Regions from separate parts of the Arabidopsis thaliana genome. Here region 2 is linked to region 1. The links are chromatin contacts, called in public capture Hi-C maps. All regions are on one chromosome and are shown on one strand. The core of a region is the stretch at or near the end of the contact, and the rest is flanking DNA. Distances in the headings are between cores, read along the strand shown. Region 1 holds the start of CYCD2;1 (Cyclin D2;1). Region 2 holds the start of AT2G22660 (DNA-binding protein, putative (duplicated DUF1399)).

Evidence for each region. Capture Hi-C pulls out chosen DNA fragments and counts their contacts.
Region 2: a capture Hi-C map of seedling shows a contact between it and region 1, with 1.9 times the contacts expected there. The contact joins the promoter of AT2G22660 here to the promoter of CYCD2;1 in region 1. A contact is called at or near these places in 1 of 26 Hi-C or Micro-C datasets (root) and 1 of 3 other capture datasets (seedling).

What each region holds. Positions count from the first base shown.
Region 1 is chr2:9,554,716-9,561,564 of TAIR10.1, reverse strand. CYCD2;1 (Cyclin D2;1) reads left to right here and starts at 5,398. Exons shown (of 6, transcript NM_127815.4): 1 at 5,398-6,009; 2 at 6,250-6,336; 3 at 6,419-6,517; 4 at 6,620-6,815. The coding sequence starts at 5,692. AT2G07605 (a small nucleolar RNA gene) reads right to left here and starts at 1,210; the gene lies at 1,119-1,210. AT2G07615 (a small nucleolar RNA gene) reads right to left here and starts at 1,029; the gene lies at 942-1,029. It overlaps MIR779 (a microRNA gene), which reads right to left and starts at 804; the gene lies at 642-804.
Region 2 is chr2:9,624,122-9,630,394 of TAIR10.1, reverse strand. AT2G22660 (DNA-binding protein, putative (duplicated DUF1399)) reads right to left here and starts at 3,053. Exons shown (of 9, transcript NM_001036319.2): 1 at 2,905-3,053; 2 at 2,495-2,663; 3 at 2,292-2,412; 4 at 1,949-2,203; 5 at 1,402-1,857; 6 at 776-1,320; 7 at 465-657; 8 at 211-366; 9 at 1-124. The coding sequence starts at 2,658. AT2G22650 (FAD-dependent oxidoreductase family protein) reads left to right here and starts at 3,323. Exons shown (of 9, transcript NM_179696.4): 1 at 3,323-3,531; 2 at 3,603-3,660; 3 at 3,743-3,851; 4 at 3,916-4,060; 5 at 4,140-4,191; 6 at 4,271-4,417; 7 at 4,490-4,589; 8 at 4,860-4,986; 9 at 5,236-5,809. The coding sequence starts at 3,464. The coding sequence ends at 5,692. BRK1 (BRICK1) reads right to left here. Exons shown (of 2, transcript NM_127829.3): 2 at 6,060-6,273.

The sequences.
Region 1 (6,849 bases), core at 4,149-6,648:
CTTGCTTTGTTGGAGTAATGTTTAGTAACGATTCTTTCAAAACTCTCAGCAAACATAAACTTTTGGTAACGATAAAGAACTAACACCAAATTGGGAAAAGAATCACACCAACTGTTTGAATTGGATACGAAACCATATAAAGCAGATGAACATAATAGACAAATTTTGATTATGTTACCCTATAAGAATAAGGGCAAGAGGATTTACACTTTGAAGTTGAATTTGAGTTTTACTAGATTAACATTGATTTATATATCATGGTTGATTCTTTTTGTAAAAAGTTTAAACCAAAATATAACTCCAAACTTGAATTTTATATATCTATTAAATTGACCAAGATAATTTCTAGGCAAATATTTGTAGGACGAACTACAATGATAATAGACATAGACAATACAAACATACAAGATCAGAGTAATAACAAATCACATTGTTATGGAATTTACCAAAATGTTACAAACCAATATCTATCAAAATCAAAACCAACAACCAGTCACTAACAGAATAACAACAAAAAATTGATGTTGAAAATTCTCATCTCGAACGGAATGCCGACGTCTTCGCTAGTGGACATGTCCACACTACACAATCAAAGCAATACCGTTCCATGTCTTTCTTTAAGATTATAGGTGATACAACATAATGAGCAGCAACATAGCAGAATCATCAAGAGTAATGAGTCAACGAAATTTCCAATCATCACTCATCAAAAATATAGAGACTATATTTACTAATAAGTGATGACGAGAAAGCTCAGCTGACTTCTTGAAATACTTTCGAAGATTCAACTATATTACTCTCATTCTTATTTATAATCATATAGACCGGGATTGGTAACTCTAAATCAATTACCTATATCAATAGCAAAATTCACAACAAAAGAAAAATTAACAGCAAAATTATTCGTAAAAAGTGAATTTTAGAGAAGCAGCTTTTTTTAGTTGCTCAGTTAACCGCTCAGGTCGACATTATAGTCGCTGACTCATTAAGCACAATGCTTTCAAAAAATATTTTTGCTCATCCTTGCAACAAAACAAAACAAAACATAGAACTAAGCAAGTAATGAAACATCTAAAGCAGAAAGAGTAAATCTTTGTCTTAAAATGAGATAAGTATGGTTGCTCAGCTAACCGCTCAGGTTCGACTATTTTGTCGACCGTTCATGAAGTGTAAACACTTTCAATTTCATTATAAGATCTCATCATTGCAACCATAACTAAGCAAGAAATTCACAAAAACCCCTTAAATCTAGAATAGAGAGAACACGAGACTACGTACTAAGCAGGAGTGCAGGACCAATTCAACATTCCCTAGAACCTCGAGACAGTATCTGATACATCTATAGATTACCTTTACATATATACTAACGGAGATTAGGGTTTCAAAAAACCAGGACACAAAATTGAGTGAACCATAAAGCAGAGAAAAAAATAGGGTTTTTCAGTTTTCGCCGGATCTCTCTTGTCGTCTTTAAGATGAGATATTTATATAGAGGAAGACTCTAGGGTTTTAGTTGTTTGGGCTCTGAGTTTCTTACTATTTGAGATAATTAAAAGGCCCAGATAATATTTATGGGCTTTTGATTGGACTGAGTTCTATTGATCAATCATTTCGAATATGGTGGGTAGGCGTAAAATGGGCTACAGTTTCTCTGTCGGATGAAGGACATCACATAATCATGAAAATAACTTTTGTATTGCGATTTTGAAGATGAACAAGCAGCGTTTCGTGACATAAGAATACCTAAGAAATAGTAAACTTGAATGTTGTCTTAATAAACTTTCCAGTTGTTAGACCATTTTCAGTAGGGATTTCTCATAAGAGTTTCTCACAATTAAATAAATAAAAATAATAAAAATAAAGGAGAGAGTGTATAGAAAGTTTCTCAAATGAAAAACTCTAAGATACTCTCTACAACCAATCATGACATTTCTCTTTTCACTATTGGTTCAATTTTTTAACTAATATTTTTTTTAATCAAATAATCAAATTAGAATATAATATTAATTTTTTTTTTGAGAAACTTTGTGAGTTTCTCATTGATGAAGATGCCCTTAAATTTGAATTCAAATAGTAGTTGACTAATGGTCAACGATATTTCTGTTCGGAATAGTAAACGTCGTCGACAACATTCGTTTTTTAGTTTCTAAAACATATATAAACCCTAAGAAAAAAAAATGTATTCTAAGGTTCGTAATTATATCGTTAAAGGACGTTTACTATTAGTTAACCTTTAACCGAGCTCAAATTTAACGACTTTAAAATTTATTTAGAGAAAATTAATTAGTTGGTGGTTTTATTTTAGAAAAAAAAAAGTTGGAGGTTTTTATTAGGAATTGTTTTCAATTCCAAGGTTTTATATGGAACGAAAAATATTGAAAGTTTTAGTTGGGAAAATGTTTTAAAATGGATATTTTATTTGAGATTTTTTCCTAATTATAATTATGTTGATAAGTCTTTGACTAGATGGAAAATGTAAAATAGAAGGGAAGAGGAGGCATTTTGGGTAGTTTAGCGTAATAGCCAACTAAGAGATTAGTATAGGCAATTAATCATGATTGCTCAATGAAAATCGTATATGCTTAGATCACAAAAATCCAAAGGCTTGCGCACAAATATGGAATAGCTTACAACTTTCAAAACCATAGAGTTACCAAAATGTGCCAGAAAATATTTTGGACCTTTTTGTGTTTTTATATAAAATGGAACAAGCGTGATTCTTACCCAAAGTAAAGTCAGCAATTTTGTAGTCAAGTGGTAAAGTAATTACATAGTTTAATAATCGTTGGATCCATTCTGATCTAGTAGTGGTCAAGCACATAGCTGTAGAACATAAGCGTTACACTATAACTCTAATTAATTGGAGGATCGGGCACCGAGCTGAAATCTCCGAACCTGAGCCAAAATTTCCGAATTCAACACCGAACCAAACAGTAAAATAACCAAAATTGAAAAGGAAAATATACCGAGTTTACTGATCTTAAACCGAACTCGAACTATAGAAAACCTAATCAAACTAACCAAATTACATTAAAAAAAACTATTATTTAGTTCACTATGTTCAATGTTTAACTTAGTATGCTATAGATCTAAGTAAGATAAACAATTTTGCAGAAGAAATAGATTGCAAAAACTCAAATATTTAACATGAATCATTAGCTAGTTACATGGATTGAGGAGTCCACTATAACCCATTAAACTATTCTTAATAGCTCTATTTCATTTGATTGTTGAATCTCGTTTTATTTGCTTGTTGTTAAACTCTATTGTTTTACTCGACTGTTGAACTCGACTTGCTTGCGTCTGATCATTTATGCTTCTTTGATTTTGAGTTGAAGTATGTGTTCCTGGTCTTTAGTGCTTTATTGATTTGTGTTCCTTGTTTTTCTTTAGTACTGGTAATCTTGCATTTTCTTTAGTTTATTGTTTTGTTTACTTTTGGTCTTTAGTTTCAATTGATATGCATGCTGCTTCATTGCTTAGTTGTTTAGTTCTTTACATTCTCCTTAGTATAGTTGCATTTGAATTTGGTATTGCATGTTAATCTATTGTTTAAGTTCAATAGAAACCCAAACCTTATCATATTTGACTTGACTTGACTTAAATAATTGTTGTTTATGTCTTGAATATTTGCAATCACACAAAGGATTGGATTGATACCCTTCTATGCTGCAATGATATTGATATGCTTAGTAGGGAATTCATAGATCATTGAGATAGTAAAGTATAAAATGGTTCTCTGAGACAAATTTTTGGCCTTGGTTATAAAGAACAAACTGTTTAGTATTGCTGAGATGTGGCATGTAGTTGTTATAGGCTCTCTGATTCTGAATGTAATTTATCTATTCAGTTTGAGAAGTCTCTCCTTCTTGGATTTAGAAGTATTTTTCTTTAGTAATATAGTGGGATGGCCTCAGTTGAGATAATAAAAGCGTGTCCAAACGAAACTGATAGTTTTGATTCCAAATGGAGATTATTTTCTAGAACCTAAAAACCCCAAAACAAAAAAAAAATCCGGAAATAAAGTTGTTTAGTAATTTTTCTTCAGTGACTTCCACTCCTTAGATAATCAATATCGTAATTGTTGTCATTGTTACTAGAAAACACATAAAATAATTTCCAAAATTTATATGTTAAGTAATATGTTGGAAACCCTAAAATCTGATGTTTGCTTGAGCTCATATCGCAACTTGTACGTTTACGTGAAGTCTAATCCACATCTGACTACTGCTAAAGTTAGTTTATCCTATTTAGTTTCTTCTGTAGTGGGGATATAATTTTCATAATCGTGACCGCTTCATAACAATGTCGAATGGGCCAAATCCGCGAACACTTCACCTAGTTAAAAGTTAAAAACCTAATAAAGGTGAGTTACATTACCTAAATCTTGATTTGAACTAAGCAATTTTCATGCTATGCGGGTTAGATTTCTAAAATTATTAGATCATTTATTAGCAAATATCTTTTGTATCAGATTACTTTGCCATATAACTAGGTGTTTAAGAATAGAGGAAGGATGTGAACACATGTTGAAAATGATGTCTAAACGATCGAATCCAAATTAACACTTATAAATCGATCCGGAAAATCATGAAAATGAAAAGAAATGTATAGTGTTAGTTAAACTGTAATTAACTTAAACATGACAAAATATTTTATATAAGTGAAGTTACTAAATGATTCGTCTTAATAGAAACATAGCCTTAGCTATATATTTTTTTCCTTAGGTTGGATGTTTCCACAACTCCGCATTTCATATTTTGTTTCTAAGGTTATGTGGTGGTAGTCCGATGTTTTAGGTCAAGTTTTGGTCGATGGTTCTTCTTTCTATCTTTGACATTTTCTTTTCTTGGCTTTCAATCAGTCTTTCATATCTACTACAGCGGTAAAAACAGTTGGGCGTCTTTAAGTTTATTCTACTCTAGTTCAAAATCATAAGTGATTGAGATCTTATTAGTTATTGTTTTTTCGGTTTATATCTCGACGTTACCGATGTTGGCGAATAGCACAAGGTTCCCTAACCTTAACCTCAAAAGAAAGATCCACTAAATAGAAGTAAATAAAGCATATGATTCAATTTCAGAAGTTTACAAAACACTAAACAAGAACATGAAAACCAAAAAATAGTGAATTGTCTTCTTTTTTGGGAATAGTATCTCTGGAGATTTCAACATTTATGACCAACTTATTTTTTTGGAATACTTTTTTTTTATCGTTGACTTTATGTAATTTCTAAATTTTACTATGACAATTTTTTTTTTTTTTTTTTTTTTGTCGTTTTTACTATGACAATTTAAATTTAGTTTATAAGGACTTGTGATATTAAACTATTAATAACAATATGATTTAAATTTTAAATATAATTTATATTTCCACATATTGTTCTTAGTGTATATTCTCTGTATTTTCCATTTCGAGTCTGTGGAGTGGTCTCTCCCCTCTCTACCCTAAAACACACTCACCCACTTTCCTCTGTATAAGCCTCTCTCTCCTCTCTCTTCTCCTCTGCCATGAAAATCGCAGTTCCTCAAGACAAAACCTCCTCAGAAATCTCCCATCTTTGATGACTTTTGCTTCCTTAGTTTTCACTTTCTTGTCCGAACGCTCTCAAAAACTTTGAGACCACCCCAATAAACGAATTAAACAGACTATTATCAATCAATACACAACACAACAATCAAACCAAACCCCATGGCTGAGAATCTTGCTTGTGGTGAAACCAGCGAGTCATGGATCATTGACAACGACGATGATGATATCAACTATGGCGGCGGATTTACGAACGAGATTGATTACAATCACCAACTTTTTGCTAAAGACGACAACTTTGGCGGCAACGGATCAATTCCGATGATGGGTTCTTCTTCATCGTCCTTGAGTGAAGACAGAATCAAAGAGATGTTGGTGAGAGAGATTGAGTTTTGCCCTGGAACTGATTATGTTAAGAGATTGCTTTCTGGTGATTTGGATTTGTCTGTTCGAAACCAAGCTCTTGATTGGATTCTAAAGGTATGTGATTTCTTCTTTTGATTGCTTTGATCTGTGTTGTGTTTTAAGACAAACCTCAAATCTGGTTTGGTCTCTTTTTGTGCTTTGTGATTGAGTTTAAGTGTGTTCTTTGATCAGTTTGATAGCTCATTCATTCTCTGATGTATTTATTATAGATTAATTGAATCTTCTCTATAGATTGAGGTATTGATCTTGTTGAGTAATTGAGTTCTTTTGTCTTTAATGCCAATTGTTCTACAGGTTTGTGCTCATTACCATTTTGGACATCTGTGCATATGCCTATCCATGAACTACTTGGATCGGTTCTTAACATCCTATGAATTGCCGGTAAGTTGCATCGTCTTTGCGGATTGGTTTCATCGTATTCGAGACAATACGATGACCGGTTTGTGTGTTTTCGATTGCGTAGAAAGACAAGGATTGGGCTGCTCAGTTACTAGCTGTGTCTTGCTTATCATTAGCATCCAAAATGGAAGAAACTGATGTGCCTCACATTGTTGATTTACAGGTGCAACTTACATTTAGTCCTTAATAGCTTCAGTCTTCTTACGAAGAGTCGAAAATCGAGGTTTTAGTGGAACTAATCTTGAAATGTTGTTCCTATGAGCAGGTGGAAGATCCCAAGTTTGTTTTTGAGGCCAAAACAATAAAAAGGATGGAGCTTTTGGTTGTCACCACTTTGAATTGGAGATTGCAAGCTCTAACTCCATTCTCCTTCATTGATTATTTCGTTGACAAGATCAGTGGTCACGTGTCGGAGAATTTGATCTATAGATCGTCAAGATTCATCTTAAACACCACCAAAGGTGCGTCATTTATTGATCAGAAGCAAGCTATAAC
Region 2 (6,273 bases), core at 1,804-4,303, 71 kb before region 1:
GTTTGCTTTCCTCTTTTATATCTTTGGTTGTGACATTGAAGCCTTCAGAACCTCCTTTCTTCAGAACAGTATGGAGTATGAAAGCAGATACGATTCCGGGTAAAAGCAACCAATTCTCTTTCGCCTGCATATCAAATATCAGAGTCAAAATGAGCATGGCAAGATATAGAAGAAGTAACATTCCCGGTTAAATCAAACTTTCAGACTTGCCTCAATGGAACCAAATCTCATATCAACCAATCCCACAGTTTTTCCATATGGATGTTGCTTGGAAAATTCCACAAGAGTCATGAAATCTAGATCACTTCTAAGGTTTGCGCAGTGTTTTGGTTCATAATCCAGCTTTCTCCCCGAGAAAATTTTCACCTGCAAACCAATAAAAAGCATTGTATCATTGAACTGGGTTACATTGTCAAAACAAGAAGATTCATCTCTTTTTACTGGAATAAAATGGTGGAATATACCACTCGAGGGCCCAAAATCTCAAAGAGCGGATTATCTGCAGTGGAGGCGTTTATTTGCTTAAGTGACCATTTCGAGTCCAGCAAAGACCAGAAACTACCAGTATAAACCGCAAGCACGCGAGTTTCACCAGAGTCTGTCACACCCATAACTTGTCTCTGATCATCTTTAAGTATTCCTCCATCAGCGGAGTTCCTAAAACACGACAAAGTAAGAAAGTAAAATCATATATATAACTGGTCTGAGTTTTATCATACCAGAATCAATAAATGCGTTTATTTTTCGAAAGAGAATGTTGTTTAGATTGTCATACCTAATTTGAAGTGTGATCACCTCTGTTTGGGTTTCATCAACAATGTGTGTTGAACTTTTAGCAAGACGGGACTTTCCAATGATTGGAAAGAAGCAAGAGCCTTTGCACGATGGTCTTGATTGAACCATGTGTAAGACTGATGGACTGCGTACTGGTGGAGTAAACGAGACAGCGACTCGCAGGCTTATGGGTTTCGTATCTGTTTGACTACCTTTACTGGGTGTTAACTCCAACCACTTCTCAACAGAGAGTTGAGTAATAACTGGAAACAGAAACTCCTTTAGTGATAAAGAAGCAAAACCCAAGTTTTTAGGCTCTCTTGAAACTGGTATCTTAGACGGTGAACAGGAAATAAGTTTGAAAACAAGCTCTCCTGTAGGTTCACACTGGAAAGTAGCTACTTGCTTTTCCCCAACCTCGGATAAAATGGTCAGTCTACGTTCAGCATTGAAAAGAGAATCCGGCTGAGTTTTACTGAACATAACCGAGACCTTTCCCTTATGTCCATCTGGTAAGTTTCTAACCCCGATAATCTCCAAGAGAACCTGAAGGATACAAAAGGATCACACAACTGCAATAAACTCAATACATGGAAGAGACAACCACAGAAAATGATAAAAAACTACCTCAACAACTTCCACCTCTGGGAATTGGATTAAATTCTGGAAATCGTCTTTTGCAGTTGGGTCTTTGACCAAAACATCAGAAGCATAAGGAGAATTTGTGACAGGTACAGGTGTCTTGCCTCTATGCATTGCACCGGCTTTCCAGTACCTTGTACCGAATGTCTCTTCCCATTGTGCAGTAGTCTTAGAAAAACCGGTATCGAGCTTCTTACCTTTGCCTCGGTCAGAATCTGTGTCATCATGCTCCAACACTTTACCAATGAGCTTCACCATATCATCACAGTAAGAAACTGGGTGCAGCTGATGTGTGTGCCAGATAAGGTCAACATCGTAAGTCGGAACACAAAACCTTTTTAAAGACCTTTCTCTGTTCATCTTTATCAGATAGAGAAACCCCTTATATCTAGCAACAGCTTCTTGTAGAAAAATGTCACTGTTTACATGGGACCTCGAAACCTGTGGCAACGAACACACAGAAACAGAATCAGGAAGAAAATTCCGTATTTTCCGGTTATGATGATGAGAAGAACAATCATTTTAAAGTAACCTGGTAGTAAAATGGGCTCTGCCTCTTAACAGCTGAAACAAGATCATATTTGGTGCATTTCTCAAGAGCTGAAGATTTCTCAGAGATGTCCTCTAAGTCTATGTTATCCAAGTCAAGCTCATAAGGTTCATCAGGGTACAATCTTTTCCACAAATCTTCAGTTTTCAATTTGCAGTTCCCATCAACAGAAGAAAGAACTCCAGAATTGTCGAGAACTCTCCCGTAAAATTGCTCACAGTCAGAATTATACCTCACCTGGATATAAACATCAATGAAGAAATCACTCAAACATCAAACAACAAAGTCAAAGTTTTTCCTACCGATAATTCCGTTTTTCACTTACCGGATTAAGCCTGTGACAATGCCAAATCCATTCACAATCAAGAGGAGGGACCAAAGACCCTTCACTAACCGATGATGACTCAGAGTATTTAACAAGCAAAGGAAGCCAACAAGCATTGTACCTGAACATCACCAAAATCATACAATCACTTAGAAATATTCACTGATCTAAAAGCAAACACAGAATCTACTTATATTATTAACCTGTAGATGGCTTTTTCAAGCGCAGGACCATCGTAGAGCCATCGATTCCTATCAACAGTTTCAAGGAACAAAAGGTGTTGTTTCGCTGCAGCTAATAAGTCAACGCTTATTTCTATCTTCTGAGCTTCAAGCCACTCCACTTCATGATCCTTCTCCTTATCCATATCACCTTTCAAAACGATCAAAAAATGCAAACAACTAAGTAAATCAATACGTGATTACCAGATTTTGACCTAAAATGATCCTTATCTAATCAATTGCATAAGCCCTATGAATTTTGGAAGATCATGTGCATGAGAAAAATCAGGACTCTGGAGAATCTTAAAACCCGATTTTTGATATTCAGATCAAAATTAATCAACGAAGTCACACAAGTAGCAACTAGGATAAGGATCTAACGGAAAACTCACCTCTGATCGCCGGAAACTTCACTTCTTCGCCGAGAATTTTATCCGATCACTGAGAGAAAAGTTTTACTTCGAGAGATGAACAACACTTTTCAAGGCTGCTACTTATACTCTTATAGCGACTTCGAAATCAACGATCACAAGAAAATGACAAATATGCCCCTCAATCATATCTCCGTTTTATATATTTTGTTGTGTCTTTAAGTTTTAACGTTTGCGAAAATGGATAAAATAAAACTAAAAAGGCGAACAATAATGTAACGCCTTGTCTGACTCAGAAAATAAACTAATTGGAGAAAAGGCCTAAACCAAAATTCAATGTACTTTTTAACGTGTAGTATACGCATCGGATTATCGAATCCAATGTACTCAACCGGGTTTAGAATCATGTAGAATTTTTCTTGTACCGATCTAAACCAATATTTGTCCCTGAGAAGAAGACCCTCTAGATGAATCAGAGGTTCCTTTACAGTAGTGGTAGGTAACTGAGTTATCCGATATAACGAACTCGTCGCAGGCAAAACAAGCATTTGCCGGAATCCAAAGGCATTGGCGTGTAGACATGATCACTGCTGTTCTTCACCCTTGTTCTTCGGCGTCTCTCTCTCTTCCCAACCGTCCTCCTCTTAGGTTAGCTCTCTTCATTTGTTTCTCTCTATCTTTCTCACTGTGATTTTTAGAGTTTCTTCTTGTTCCTCCAGGTACGCCATCCTTGGTGCAGGTTTTGCTGGAATCTCTGTTGCCTGGCACCTGCTTAAGGTTAAATCTCTAAATTTGATTTTGTTCTTGTGTTGTTGTGAGATAATTGCTTCTGAATTTAAAATATGTGTTGTTTTTGCAGGAGAGTCCAAAAGAGCTGAGATTAAGTGTTGACGTATATGATGAAGTTGGCATAGGAGGTGGTGCTTCTGGTGTTTCTGGAGGACTCCTCCATCCTTATTCTCCTAAAGGTAGAAGAAATTGTCCCCTTTGGTGATTATTGTATTGTTTCATAAAGATTCTTACTTTATGTAGGAAAGCTACTTTGGCATGGTGCTGAGTGTTGGAGAGAATGTTTAGAGCTCTTAAATGTGGCTGAAACAGCTGCTTCTTCTAGTTACCAATCTACGGAGAACAGAGACTTTAGCGAGAGTTTCGGAAATTTTATGGTTCGAAGAAGGTACCAATCTCAATAACACTAATAACTTGAAATGTTCATTCAATGATACTTTAGTTTGACCAAGTTCTTCTTGCTTTAGGGGAATCTTGAGACCAGCAACAAATGCCAAGACTTTAGATTTAATGAGTGATGTAAGTTTGAACTCGACTTAGATACCTTTGAAATATTAACTAAACCCGTAGTTTTACTGTTTATTACTTATGCGATTAGAATGCTCGAAACTGTCTTGCTAGTTGTGTAGTAGAGACTATTGACAAAGATGGTGCACAAAATCTCGTCCCCAATCTATACCTGCCTTTGAACTGCGCCTTCTATTTTCCAGGAGCTATGAATGTTAATCCGCACCGATATCTCCAGGTTAAGACAACACAAATATGTTAGCACCAAGCTTTTGCGTTTTTCTTTACCGAGTTTTTCTCCCTTCTCTAGGCACTCTTTCTAGCATGCCAGAGCTCAGCAAAAACATCACTGGGAAGGAAAAACATAACTTTGGTGAACAAGTCTATAACTGATGTGCTTGAACTTGAAGGTGAATGATTTTGAACTATATTCTTATATTTTTGTTTAATTCTGGAACTTGCGTAAGCTTTATAGAAACATCCTCCAACCACAACTAGTCCTTTTGGATCAAGTTTCACAGGCATGAAAACTGATGTGATAAACTTAAATCTAGAGACCGTAAACACAATTTAGATAGCCGTTAACAATCCAAGAGTATAGTATCCATGCTTTTTCTCTGAGGTTCTCATCCGCATGGTCAGAAATTTAGTATGAACAGCTTTTGTGTTGTTATATGTAGGAGGATATGATGCAGTAGTAATATGTCTTGGATCCAAGGTAGACTTTCTTCCAGGGCTTACTGGAAAGCTCCCTTTAAGGACATGCCGAGGTGTCATTACTCATATGCAGTTACACGAGAGTGCCAGGTATTGCGAGACCTTGCGCCTATAGTTATCCATTCCTAGTATTCTTTTTCAACTCTGATGTCAACTTTACATCCTCTTTCAATTGTACAATTCTTCTCTGTTTTTTTTTAGTGTGAGACCTTCCAAAAAAAGAAAGTATGTGTTGATGTAGTCGCATACTCGCACATTACTATGTTGAGCTCAGCTACTTATCTTTGTGGTTTTTTTTTCCTGTTCAAAAGCTTTTCTTTATTAAATTATGTAATGCAGAGGAAGTTACCCGGACGATGGACCTTCGATCTTGTCAGATGCGTGGCTCGCGGTTCAGGGACCCCGTAATCTGCACATGGGATCCACATGGGAATGGCAATCAAGAAATTATTCATCGGATGTCCCAGCAGAGGAAGCTTCAAGAGCTCTCAACGAGCTTCTTCCGAAAGCAAGTGCAGTTTATCCAGACATAGAAAAGTGGGAATTTGCGGGAGCAAGGGCGGGCTTGAGAGCAATGCCACCTGTCACAAGCCATGGATCACTGCCGCTCTTGGGATGTGTTAATCAGCTCATAGGTGCTGGTCAGTTTTGCAACTTCTGGGTATTTTCAGGGCTCGGATCAAGGGGACTACTCTATCATGCTTGGCTTGGGAAACTCATGTCTAAAGCTGTTTTAAGTTGCAATGAAGAATTACTTCCTTCTGAACTAACTTCTTGGAAGAAAAACAGACAATAAGAGTACCATTGTTTACTTCTCAGTTCTCACTCTTGTTTGCAGCTTCAAGCTTGGAAGCTTGGTCAACACAGCAAATCTCAATTCAGACAAAACAAAAACTGAGTTCAGAATATTTTTTTAAAAATGGTCAATCATCCATAGTCTACAGAACTTTGTGGTTTAGGTACGTAAAACAGAATATTTTCAACAATGGCTTGGTTCTATGGTTGGTCCGCGACCCCTGGATATCGTAGGCATCCGTGGGGTGATCTCATAGTACGTACGGGTGGAGACGATTAGGTCGGTCTCGATGAATCCGAGTGGAACTCAAAAAAACAATGTGAGTCACAAATGCAGACAGAATCTAATGGAGGAAAAGAGATGTGAGCTTTTTCGGTTTTTTCTTCCTCCATTGATGAAAAAGAAAAAATGGGCAACAAGAGCGTTTTACATGTGTTCCACTTTAAGAGAAAAGACGAATATACAAATCCGATGCATAGAAGATGAAAAGGGTACCTCTGCAAAGTTTATAAATCAACAGCAGAAGAAAGCAAAAACTTCAAGAGTTCAACGAAATGACTTGTCATTCAAAAGAGATCTTA